Linked DNA regions of Mus musculus: region 2 is linked to region 1. The links are chromatin contacts, called in public promoter capture Hi-C maps. All regions are on one chromosome and are shown on one strand. Each heading gives the region's core, a stretch centred on a gene start, on an enhancer-like site or on the middle of the called end of the contact. The rest is flanking DNA. Distances are from core to core; before and after follow the strand shown. Region 1 holds the start of Stk4 (serine/threonine kinase 4). Region 2 holds the start of Cse1l (chromosome segregation 1-like (S. cerevisiae)).

Region 1 (6,190 bases), core at 1,240-3,739:
GAGAACTCAGGGGGCTGAGACAGGCAGCCAGATGCTGTAGAGTTGTAGAGCGTTTGAGGACAGCCTGAGACACTGTGCAAGACCCTGTCTTGAAATAAACAAAAAGGGTAACTAAATTAACTGTGCCTTCTTCATGTGACTATTAAGATTCTAACTCAGAGAACCTCAGAATATGAGATTGCATCTGGAGATCAGAAACTTTGAAAGCGGAAGAGATAAGGGCACAGCCAGAGGAGAATGAAGACCACACGAAGAGGTGGGAGGAAAGGTGGTCATTTGTAAGCCAAAGACATCTGATTCCAAACTTCCAGCCTCCAGAATGGCAACTACATAAAAAATTAATTTCTGTTGCTTAAACCATCCAGGTGTGGTGCTTGTTATAGCAATCTGAACCACTTAATTCTGATAGTAAAATGCAGCAGTCCACTAGTTACAACGAATAAGGCAGCACCAATCCTCCAAGGACTCGGCCCTGCCACACTCTTCTCTCGCGCTTTACTACAGTTCTTACAATCCAAATGGTGGTCTGGCAGTGGTGGCGCACGCCTTTGATCCCAGCACTTGGGAGGCAGAGACAGGTGGATTTCTGAGTTCGAAGCCAGCCTGGTCTATAGAGTGAGTTCCAGGACAGCCAGGGCTATACAGAGAAACCCTGTCTCTGGAGGAGAGAGAGAGAGAGAGAGAGAGAGAGAGAGAGAGAGAGAGAGAGAGAGAACAAAACTATTAGTTAAATGAAGGTTTTGGGGGAAAGGAATGGAAGAATAACTGGCCTAGTGGTTACTGATTCCGTACATACAGGAACAATCTGCTAAGATGCGTATATACAAAGAAAGACCCAATGTAACAGGTAACTTCCAGAGAGACATCAGAGTAAAAAAGCTAAGCGCAAGGATTTTAAGACTAGATCACCAGATGTTAACACCCCAACTGTGCCTCTAACTATGGAGCAGCTAACAAGTGGCCTGCCTCTCTGTGCCCTGGCTTTATCCTCTTTACACTAAGGATACAGGGATATCCTCCTTATATGATAGTTGCGAAGGCTAGCTGCGCCAGTAAGGTGTACCATGTTTACAAGTTCAAAACACCAGCAATTTCCTATGGCTGAACAGGCAAGCTGGAAAGCAATGAAACAGTGCCTGCCGCCCTGCAGCATTCTCTGGCTGTAATTAATAAGTACTCCTTTGAGTGCCTCAGCACACCACACTAAGTCAAACCTGAGCCCATCTCAACAAGCTGTTTGTTTGATTCCATGTTTGTGTACTTCCAACAGACCCTGCCTCCCCTAAGAGTGCTGCCCAGGCTTTCACACACACACACACACACACACACACACACACACACACACACACCACCTCTCCGGTGCCCGGCACTCCCTTACTCTGAACACTTCCTATTTTAGTGCTCATTCTGCTGCAGGAAGTCAAATGTCTTCTCTGTGAAACCCAAGTTTTTAGCTGTGTCTGAGAGAAGCACGACTCCCTCAGGCTCTAGGCTTTTTTTCTCCAGGTGAGACGGGGAGTGGTCCAGCACAACAGCAGTCAGTTCATCTTGACCCAAAACAACTCTAGATACTTCTAGAATCTAGAGCCAAGAGAGTATCGAAACAGAATTTGAACAGGACAAAGTCTGGCTGAGCCTACTGTGTCTAAACTCTATTTATTGGACCTCAGATTACCCACTCCCGGGTTGGTGTTTGTTTGTTTGTTTGTTTGTTCTTTATCAACGTCCCAACTTTGGGTGTTGGAAGGCTGAGGACGATTTGAAAAAAAGTAGGCAGTCACTCATGAACTCAGTAATAAAAGCCATTACCGCCATCACTACTAATACATCATCCTACATGGGGCGGACACCCTGAAGCCCCTTGGAAACTCTAGCCCCCCATAACCCTTTCTCCATTACTAGAACCGTGAAACGTTGGTACTGACACAGTAAGGCAGTTAGGAGCAATGACTTGGGACAGAACCACCAGGACCCAAAATCCCCGCTCCACCCCTTACTTAGCCATGGGACCTCCAATCAATGTTTCTAACGACTTCTGCCTCGAAAGCGAAGCAACAGGGTTAAGTCCTCGCTCACCCGGCCTCAGCATTCGCCCCTACATCCTCGGGTCCCTTCTTGGGGCGCCTTCCCCGGCCTCTGCTGGGGTCTCCCCTAACTTGTCCGCACGTTGCCCAGAGAGTGCTCTCTCTAAGCAAAACCACTTCTGCCCGGGCCAGCGGACGCTCCCTCCTCTCTCGGCAGGTGCTACTGCAGCCCGGTCACCAGCCTCGCGGGTCCCTCTCCTCCCGGCCCGAGCTCGCACGCCGGGGTCTACCCTCAGCAAGCTCGCGCCTTCTCTCCTCACCCAACTCTCTTGCCTCTCAGCCTACGGCCCCTCACCTGCGCGGTGGGTTCCTCAGCTGCACGGTCTCCATGGCGCTGCCGGCAGCCGCCCAGACTGCCTCAATGCTCCATCCTCCCGGAGCCCGCCCCGCGAACCCTCCCACACTTCCGCTTTCCGCCCCTACCGGAAGCGAGAGGAGGCTGGGCGGAGCGGCGGGAGTCACGTGGCACAGTGGCGGGCGGATACAGAAGTCAGAAAGCCGAAGAGGTGCCTCTCGGGCGGCCTCTAGTGGCCCGAGTGTCAGCGACACCCTCTCCTTGACTTGCCTTTGGACTGAATACTTTCAAGCCTGACTCCTTGAGGGTTCTCCAGTTTCTCAGATGGGGAGGCTGTTAGCAAAGCACGGGCTTGATAAGTGAGTTCTTAAAATATATATATATAAATATATATATATATTTATATATATGTATATATATATTTATATATGTGTGTATATATATATTTATATATGTGTGTATATATATATTTATATATGTGTATATATATATATTTATATATATTTATATATATTTATATATATTTATATATATTTATATATATATTTTATATATGTGTGTGTGTGTATATATATATTTATATATATTTATATATATATATTATATATATATATATATATAGAGAGAGAGAGAGAGAGAGAGAGAGAAAGAAAAAGAAGTGAGTTCATATTAGGGCCAAGGGGAAAAGCCCCAAGCCCTCTGTAAACTAGGGCGCAGTCAAGAAACCATCAAAATCTCTGCTCCAAGACTGGAGAGGTTTTATTGTAGATGAGACCAAACAGCATCTGGAAGACTCCTGAGCAGAGAGAAAAAAACAGACTGGCCAAGGCCAGGGCTATATCTTCCGGGCAGAAAAAATTAGCGAAGAGGGAGAAGAGCCGGTCGGGACCTTGCTGTAGCGTAACTGCTGCGGAGGGGAGTGTGCAAGTTGTAATCTGGAACAGCCTGGGAGCATAGTGGAGGAGGTAAGGAGGGCCAGGCTGCTTTGCTACTCATAACAGATATATGTTACTAGGGACCAAGGACCCTGCAGGTTAGCTTGGCTTAAGTCTCCTTTACCAAAGGCAAGGACGATAAAGGAGTGACTCCTTTTGGTAGACAGAAACCAACAGGTTACAGAGGACTACTCGGGTCTGTCCACCAGCAATCCTTTTGTTTACACTTTCAATATTCAACACAAGCCTTCCCTTTTGGGGGAGGAATTGGGGGTTCGCTTTGGACCTGGCACACCCCCAAAAACGGAAAGATCCACTAATTTAGTCCAAAATGACAGTCTAGACTCAGCTCAAGCCGATAGGGTTATTGACAAAAATAAAGCTCAAGGGCTGGAGGGGTGGCTCAGTGGTTAAGAGCACTGACTGCTCTTGAAGAGGTTCTGAGTTCCATTCCCAGCAACCACATGGTGGCTCACAACCTGTAATGGGATCTGATGTCCTCTTCTGGCGTGTGACTGAAGACAGCTGCAGTGTACTCACATACATAAAATCAATAAATCTTTTTAAAAAAATAAAACTCACAGATTTCTGAAGTTCCGTCGCTGAGCCCTCACCGTTCTGTTTTTAGGGGCGTAGTGGGTATATTTTTAGTTTAGGGTTGTTTGTAGGGATTTGTTTGAAGCAGCATCTGTATATTCCCTGACTGGCCTGGAACATGCTATGTAGACCAGGCTGGCCTCAAATTCAGAAACCAACCTGCCTCTACCTCCTAAGTGCCGGGATTAAAGCGTCCACCACCAAGCCCAGCTCCAGTGTTATCCATGTGTATTCACTGTATTCATCTGTATCCATCTGTATTCACCCACTAAATAAGTTTTATGGTCCACAAGATGCCAGGCGCTTTCCAGCTTTCTGGAATCCTGATCCCGACATCTCAGGTTTCAGCTGATTCTCTGCCTCAGAGGCTCTCTGTGGCCTGCTCAGGTTTAACAGCCTCCACAGGGGTATTTCCTATTGTTTGCCTTCCCCAATCTCCAGGTTCTCCCAGCATCCCTCAGTGCCTACCTGCCATGCCATGCCCCCACCCCTGAACTTTAAGCCCAGAGGCTGGGCTGCCCTTCCCCCAGAGGCTCCTCCCTATATAATCCAGACACTTTGGTCTGCCCTTCTTTTCTCTCTATGCATAAGTGCCCTCCTTCTTTCTTTCTTTCTTTCTTTCTTTCTTTCTTTCTTTCTTTCTTTCCCCCTCCCACCCCCCGCCCCCCCCCACCCCCGTCCCCATGGCGACTTCCCTGGCCTCCTCCTTTGGGACCGGTGAACTTGCCCGAAAGCAGCTTCCCAATAAACCTGCCTTTACTATAATCTGGTTTAAATTGGCTCATTTCATCGGCAACGGAGAAATAACCTATCACCTATAACATCATTGTGTTTTCTTGGTTTTGTTTTAAAACAGGAGCTCAGCTATACTGTCCTTGGCCTCCAAAGTGGTGGAACTGCAGACCTCAACTTTGGATTATGTTGCTTCAATTTTTTTTTTAAGTGCATTATATTCTTTTGTGCGTATAAAAAATTTTCATCATTCTCACTCTATCCTATACAGTCCTCGAGGGTGCCTTAGACTTCCACACGTTTGCATCATCCCGCTCTTTGCTTCTTTATAGTATTAAGATCTTGACGAGCCGGGCGTGGTGGCACCCGCCTTTAATCCCAAAACTTGGGAGGCAGAGGCAGGCAGATTTCTGAGTTCGAGGCCAGCATGGTCTACAGAGTGAGTTCCAGGACAGCCAGGACTATACAGAGAAACCCTGTCTCGAAAACAAACAATCTTGACAAAAAGTATGTTTTCTCTTGGTCGTGGATTAATTGCTTCCCAGGTCCAACGGAGGGAAGATAGTCTGCCTCCTTCGGTGATTCAGCTGTCGCTTCAGCACTGGAGTGCCAGCCACCATCTTCAAACTTGTTGACCACGAGTTCCAGACAGAGCTCACGCCAAAGGCCTTGTTTCTCAACGCCCCCGCCTCCGACCCTCTTAGCTCCGCCCTTCCCTGGCCCCGCCCCTGGACAAGGAAGAGCGGCCGGACAGAGCTAAGGGCTTGAGCCCACTCTTCCGGCCGCTTAGCTCCGCCCCGTCTAGCCCCGCCTCGTCTGGCCCCGCCCCTCAGGGCCGGTCCACAGTGGGCCTTAAAGGCACGCAGCCCTAGCTTCCGGGTGGAAGCTGTTGCGCACCACTTAGCTGGGAAGTGCGTTGCTCCCTGTTTCCCAGCCCACCCGAGATGGCCCCCAAAGTCTCGGATTCCGTGGAACAGCTCCGCGCTGCCGGCAACCAGAACTTCCGCAATGGCCAGTACGGCGAAGCCTCGGCGCTGTACGAGCGCGCACTGCGGCTGCTGCAGGCGCGAGGTAGGAACCCGCCCCACGTTTCCCTCCGGGCCTGCGTCCTCCACCCGCATCCCCGCACCGGGCCTCCCGTTGGCCCAGCCTCCCTGGTTTTCCCTTCCCCGCGTCCAGCCGCCGCACCAGGCCCTCCCAGGGCTTGACCCCGCGATTCTTTCCGTCCCTGGCCGCCTAGCCGCGGCCCGGTCTACCATCACCACCCCCCACCACCCCCAGGCCAGTCGGCTGCGGGCCTTAAGGGCACGCATCCGCTGCTTCCACCCGGAAGCTGTTGCGCACTCCTCGGCGGGGAACGGAGGTGGTCCTTGTTTGCCGGCCTCCCGGGATGGCCCCCAAACTCTCAGACTCTGTGGAAGAGCTCCGCGCAGCCGGCAACCAGAGTTTCCGCAACGGCCAGTACGCCGAGGCTTCGGCGCTGTACGAGCGCGCGCTGCGACTGCTGCAGGCGCGAGGTAGGAACCCGCTCCCCCGTTTACCTTCCG
Region 2 (6,190 bases), core at 1,572-4,071, 2.8 Mb before region 1:
AAGCCTAGCCTCTTCCTATGGGCCCTCAGATGAAAATGAAGGTTTTGGGAACAAATACTTTTCCCCAAACATCTCACAAACGCCCATGATAAAATGTCCAAGACTCTTGTCTTTTTGTCAACCTCACTAAGAGAAGCATTTCTGAGGCCTTCCTTGCATCTGGGAAGAGGGAAAGGAACTCAATAAATGAAAATTAACAATACATCAAGAGATTAACTTAACATCTGTTCCCACCTTAAAAGTTTTTTACAAATTTATGTGTATCTGTATATGTTTCTGCCTGTATGTATACCTAAGAGTCGATGGAAGCTAGGGGCCATCAGATTCTCTGGAGCTAGAGGTATAGGCAATTCTGGCCCACCTGTAGGTACTGGAAACCACCCTTGGGTCCTCTGCAAGACCAATACATGCTCTTGACTACCGAGCCACCTCTCCTGTTCCCCGAGATTTTACTATAGGCATTTATTATATGCACATGTGCCACAGCATATGTGTGAAAGTCAGAAGACAACGTGCAGGAGTCAGCTCGCCCCTTCCAGCACTGGGGTCCCAGGGAACCCAGTTGTCAGGCCAGGGAGGGGTCACTTAGGGTTACTTTCCATCCATCCATCTTGCTCACCCTACCCTTGGCTTTTTTAAAAGAACAGTTACTGGGGCTGGTGAGATGGCTCAGTGGGTAAGAGCACCCGACTGTTCTTCCGAAGGTCCAGAGTTCAAATCCCAGCAACCACATGGTGGCTCACAACCATCCGTAACAAGATCTGACTCCCTCTTCTGGTGTGTCTGAAGACAGCTACAGTGTAGTTACATATAATAATAAAATAAATCAAAAAAAAAAAAAAAAAAAAAAAAAAAGGGGGGAGTTATATCCCCCATACACCACAAAAAAAAAAAAAAAAAAAAAAAAAAAAAAAAGAACAGTTACTAAGCACACTTCAAGACAACAGGAGTCTGGGCAGTAACCTGAGTCCCTACATCATTTCTCTGCTTCCACTCTGTATCAAACCCAAACTTACACGGCCACAAAGTCCTGCACCAGCTCTTCTTCCCACCACTTGACTTGGATTTTCCTAAGACGCCCCGAATTCCAAGTGAGTTTCTGTCCTTGAGTTTTTGTTTCTTGTTCACCTCACCTTTCCCTGGTTAGTCTCTGCTCAAACGCCACCTCTTCACCTGTCACCTCTGTCACGACCTGAAATACCTGAACTCACTCACGGACTCCTCCAATTAGAACGTGAGCTCCCTAAAGAGAGACACCTTGTCCACTTGTGATTCTTCACTATATTCCCAGGGTTTCATAGAATGAGATATTAAACAAATAAGGCAATAAATCAATTCCACAGTTAAAAGCACTGCTCTCTCAACCAATTCCTGTCTAGAGACTGGCTTCCCAAAGCCCAACTAGAACACCAAACAGCCAGAGGGGAGAAAATTCCTTTGCACAAATGGAAAAGTGAAGAAGAGTTGAGTGTGGTAGCCTACACTTGTAGAAAGATAACGCTCTAAGTCTAGCCTGGGCTATGAAAGACCCTTTATCCAAAATAAATAGATAGACAGACAGACAGATACCTTCCATGTCTTCATAAAATAACAGAGCATTCACCATGTGGCTCTCATACATGGGACCCAGCAATAAAAAGTTATCCTTAAAGATAACTCAGAGCAGATGAGAACCGTGAGAAACAAGCAGTAGTTACTACATATAAGGTCAATGCTACAGGACACATAAACGTGGGTGATGTGGCCATCGCAGTGAGAACTGAGAACTCCTCCCTAAGAAGGGAACTTGAAAGGCAGGGAGGGAGGCAGCCCCGCCAAGATCTGAGGTCAGCTGCTTCTAACATCACGAAAGCTGGGGACTTAGCATACAGGACGGGACTATGAATACTTAAAAGAGCCGGTCATGGAGGCGACAGTGCTTATGGAGAGACGAATGGCCATGGTCAGCAGTTCAGGCGAGCCCTCTGGGAAACACAGCCTGCAGTCAGCGGAACCTTCAAGCCACTTAACCGAATATGCAAGTGAAGAATCGTAAGTTTGAGGAGAGGGTAAAAATGCCATTTCAGTGGAAGAGATTGTTCAACACGTGAGGGAGCACGGTTTCCACGCCCAGCATCACCTAATTATTTAAAAACTAGGAAATTCGTAGAGAGGCAAGGACTAGCTCTGAATTACACTCCTAGGGAAAGACGGAGTGTGCGTGGGGACAGATTATCTAACTGGAAAGCCGGCGAGCCCCAGGCAGGGGAACACCATTCGCCTGTAGGTTCCTTAGGTCCTAGGGACACGAACGTCACAGCCAGCTGAAACCCGAGGGCCAAGTCCACTCTGGCGGAGGCCAAAGCCCCGCGAAGTCAGAGTGGGCGATCTCCGGCCTCTTTTAGAACCAGGGACCCAGACCGGCTCGGCCAGGTCAGGCCTCGGCGCGGAACAGCGCTCACGCTGCGGGCCCCGGCGCGCCGAGAACGGACGCGCGGGCTTGACCAATCCGCGGACGCCTACGCGGCGGCGCGACCAATCCCAGCAACGCTGGAAGGGAAGGGGCGGGAGCTCGAGAAGCTCGCGTGAGGCCGAGCCCCAAGCTGCCCCAGCTTCCCGGAGCGGTCAGGCCCGACCCAGAGGCGGCGTGCGGGGAAGACCAGGCGCGCGTCCTCGGGCTGAGGCCCAGATCCACCTCCCAGCGATCGGCCCCTCCCTCAGCCGCGTCCCCGCGGCCACCCTGCTCGCTCCATGCCTCACCTCGTGGGGACGCCGAGACCGAGGAGGGAATCCCAAGCGAGAGCTGCAGCCGACACTACCCCACTCCAGCCGCTGCTCCGCCTCACATTCAAACCCTGGCAAAATGGCGCGGCGGCTAAGGTGGCGGCCACTGCGCATGTGCGAGTGAGACCGGGACGCGGGGTGGAGCCAGGAATGCTTTGGCCCCACCCCGGCTGCGAGGGCCAATCGGAACCATTGCTCGGGTCTGCGGTGACGTCACAAGAGACCGTGCCTTTTGACGCAGGCTTCTGTTTTGGGTTTCTTTCCTCAGACCCTAGCAGGTTCTGCGAGTGGCTCCTAGTGGCTTCTAACTGTTGGATGGAACGTGCTCGTTCACGCCTGAGCGAAGGGACAGAGCAGAGCGTCTGTTCTAGGACAAATAGAATAAACGAATGAGTAAGAATTTCAAGCTAGGGGATAGCACGCTTGGTTAAGCAAGTGATAGCTGCGCAAGGAAGAAGACGGGAGTTCGAATCCCCAGCACCCACATAAAAGCCAGCCTGACTACAATTCCGTACCTGGGGAGGCAGACACAGGAAGATCGCTGGGGCTTACTGGCCGGCCTGTCTAGCTAATTGGTGAGCTTCTGTTTCCATAAGAGATCCAGCCTTGAAAACTAAGAGAGCAATGGATGAAGACACCCACATTCATTCACTCACACACACATGATTTCAGAAGCTGAAGGCGATGGCTCATGCTTGTTACCACTTGGCACTTGGGAGGCAGAAGCAAGACAATCGCCATTTATTTAAGCCCAGCATGGTCTACACAGAGGCCAGGCATAGCTACACAGTGAGATCCTTTCTCAAAAAAAAATTTTTTTTTTCAGACGACGATGTAGTTGGTGGCAACTTAAAGGTAACTGGGATGTTCATTTGACCCTTGAACAAGAGAAATCTTATCTTTTCAAAAGCCAGGAGACAGTTGTGTGACTGTACGCCTCGCAAGCAAAGAAAGGTGAAGGTCTAGAAGCAGGTTTTTGATCAAGACTGAAGCCTAGTGTTCTGTAGTAAGACCGGGCTGAAGAAGCCAGCTTAGCTTGCCTTCTCTGTTCCTCTCTGCTACAAGCTTACCCCACTTTACTGCACTGATATGTGTTCCTTCCTGTCTCTGGGTCCAGGAGTAGCTGGCTCACTTTGCGTTTTAGCCAGTAAAGGACAGGCTGCCTAGCTTGCCATGAATTCCAGGTCACAAACACTCATTTTCATAATCGATACTTCATGGGAACGCTTACCCTCAAAAGCATGCATTGTTTATGTAAGGTTCTCATTAAACTGTTTTTTTTTTTAAGATTTATTTATTTGTTATATGTAAGTACACTGTAGCTGTCTTCAGACACTCCAGAAGAGGGCATCAGATTTCATTACGGATGGTTGTGAGCCACCATGTGGTTGCTGGGATTTGAACTCAGGACCTTCAGAAGAGCAGCCGGTGCTCTTAACCACTGAGCCATCTCGCCAGCCCTAAACTGGGTTTTCTGTATCTTACCTGGTTGGCTTGACTTCATTCTATCATCCTGAGTTAATTTATGTAACAGGAGGGGTGCGTGGGTGCCATGGTAGCTGTGTGAGGTCAGGTCTCACCAGCTTGTGGGTCCCAGGGATTGAACCCTGGCCCTCAGTCTTGGCAGCAAGTGCTTCTACCCTCAGCCCTCCTCCTCATGCTGTCTGCAAGGCGTGTGAGTTTCTTGTGTTTCTTCTACACAAGAGCTTAAGTCTTACTGCTCTTCTTTATAGCCGTGCCTCCAACACTCAGCACACCCCAGCTGCTCAGTAAAGATGTTCTGGGGTTTTTTGTTTGATTGGTTTGGTTTGCTTATGACTTCTCGAGACAGGGTTTTTCTGTGTAGCTGTCGCTGTCCTGGAAGACAGAGCTGTAGACTAGGCTGGTCTCGAACTCACAGAGATCTGGTTGACTCCATCTCCCAAATGTTGGGATTAAAGATGTGCCACTGCCACCACCACCAGGCTCTGTTGCTAGGTAATTTTTTTTTAGATTTATTTATTTATTACGTATACAATATTCTGCCCGCATGTATGCCTGCATGCCTGAAGAGGGCACCAGATCTCATTGTGGATGGTTATGAGCCACCATGTGGTTGCTGGGAAATTGAACTCAGGACCTCTGGAAGAGCAGACAGTGCTCTTAACCTCTGAGCCACCTCTCTAGTCCAAATATATGTATATTTAATGTTAAGGTTTTTTTCTTTTCTGTGTGCCACATGCATGCAGTGCCCAAAGAGGCCAGAGGAGAGCGCTGTTTCCCACAGAGCTGGAGGTGACACATGGGAGCTGGAAACAGTACCTGGGTCCCCTGGAAGAGCAGCCAGTGCTTTCACCCATGGAGGAGCACCTCTCCTGCCCCTCCCTGTGTGTTGGGTATGCACATCCGTATAGGTGAAATGTCGTGTATAAGTACAAGCAAGGCACTGGATTTTTTTTGTTTGTTTGGTTTTTCAAGACAGGGTTTCTCTGTATAGCCCTGACTGTCCTGGAACTCACTTTGTAGACCAGGCTGGCCTCAAACTCAGAAATCCGCCTACCTCTGCCTCCTGAGTGCTGGGATTAAAGGCGTGTACCACCACCGGCTGGTAAGGCCCTGGATTTTGTTAGAAATAAGTTCAAAGTTCTAAAGAATGAGACCACTATTCCAGTTGAAATGTCTCAACAGGGCAAGACTTTACTTTGACCTAGACCCTGGACTAGAGCAGTGGTCCTCAGCCTTCCTAACACTGGGATCCTTTCATACTGTTCCTCATGTTGTGGGGACCCCCCCAACCATAAAATTATTTTTGTTGCTACTTCATAATTGTAATTTTGCTCCTATTATTAACATAATAATATAACGTAAGTAACTGTCTTCCAATGTTCTTAGGTGAGCCCCATGGTGAGAACATTTGTTCTAGATTCTAGAGTGCATTGCTCAGAAACATGGAAGAGCATTTTCTGATGTAGGCGACGATCGGTCAGGTCTTTCCTCCATTGGCTGGTGTCTGACCTCACACTTCTCCATTGGCTAGTTTCAAAAGAAAGTGAAGAACTGGGTGTGGTGGTACTCGCCTTTAATCCTTATCAAGGCCAGCCTGGTCTACAGAGAAAGTTCCAGGACAGTCAGGACTGCACAGAGAAACCCTGTCTCAACAAAACAGAACAAGAAAACAAAGGATATGATGGAGAGAAGAAGGGGTTGGGCTCTTAATATTTTTAAGTTCCAAGAGAGCAACAGGGCCTTTACATAAACAAAGGTTTTACAGGGTAAGGAGACTAAACCATTTATATAAAATCTTACAAGGTTGGAGAGGATAAAATATATGAATTTCTTGTCATAAAGAGAAATTTTGGGGCTGGAGAGATGGCTCAGCAGCTGAGAGCACTGACTGCTCTTCTGAAGGTCCTGAGTTCAAATCCCAACAACCACATGGTAGCTCACA

What was found. Promoter capture Hi-C pulls out the DNA fragments that hold promoters and counts their contacts.
Region 2: a contact with region 1 is called in a promoter capture Hi-C map of pre-B cells, with 3 times the contacts expected there. The contact joins the promoter of Cse1l here to the promoter of Stk4 in region 1. A contact is called at or near these places in 2 of 39 promoter capture datasets (liver and pre-B cells).

What each region holds. Positions count from the first base shown.
Region 1 is chr2:164,070,437-164,076,626 of GRCm38.p6, reverse strand. It overlaps Stk4 (serine/threonine kinase 4), which reads right to left and starts at 2,489. Exons shown (of 11, transcript NM_021420.4): 1 at 2,380-2,489. The coding sequence starts at 2,414. Tomm34 (translocase of outer mitochondrial membrane 34) reads left to right here and starts at 5,458. Exons shown (of 7, transcript NM_001291155.1): 1 at 5,458-5,714. The coding sequence starts at 5,588.
Region 2 is chr2:166,902,727-166,908,916 of GRCm38.p6, reverse strand. It overlaps Cse1l (chromosome segregation 1-like (S. cerevisiae)), which reads right to left and starts at 2,821. Exons shown (of 25, transcript NM_023565.3): 1 at 2,740-2,821. It overlaps Gm31204 (a long non-coding RNA gene), which reads left to right and starts at 1,623. Exons shown (of 3, transcript XR_866966.3): 1 at 1,623-3,338.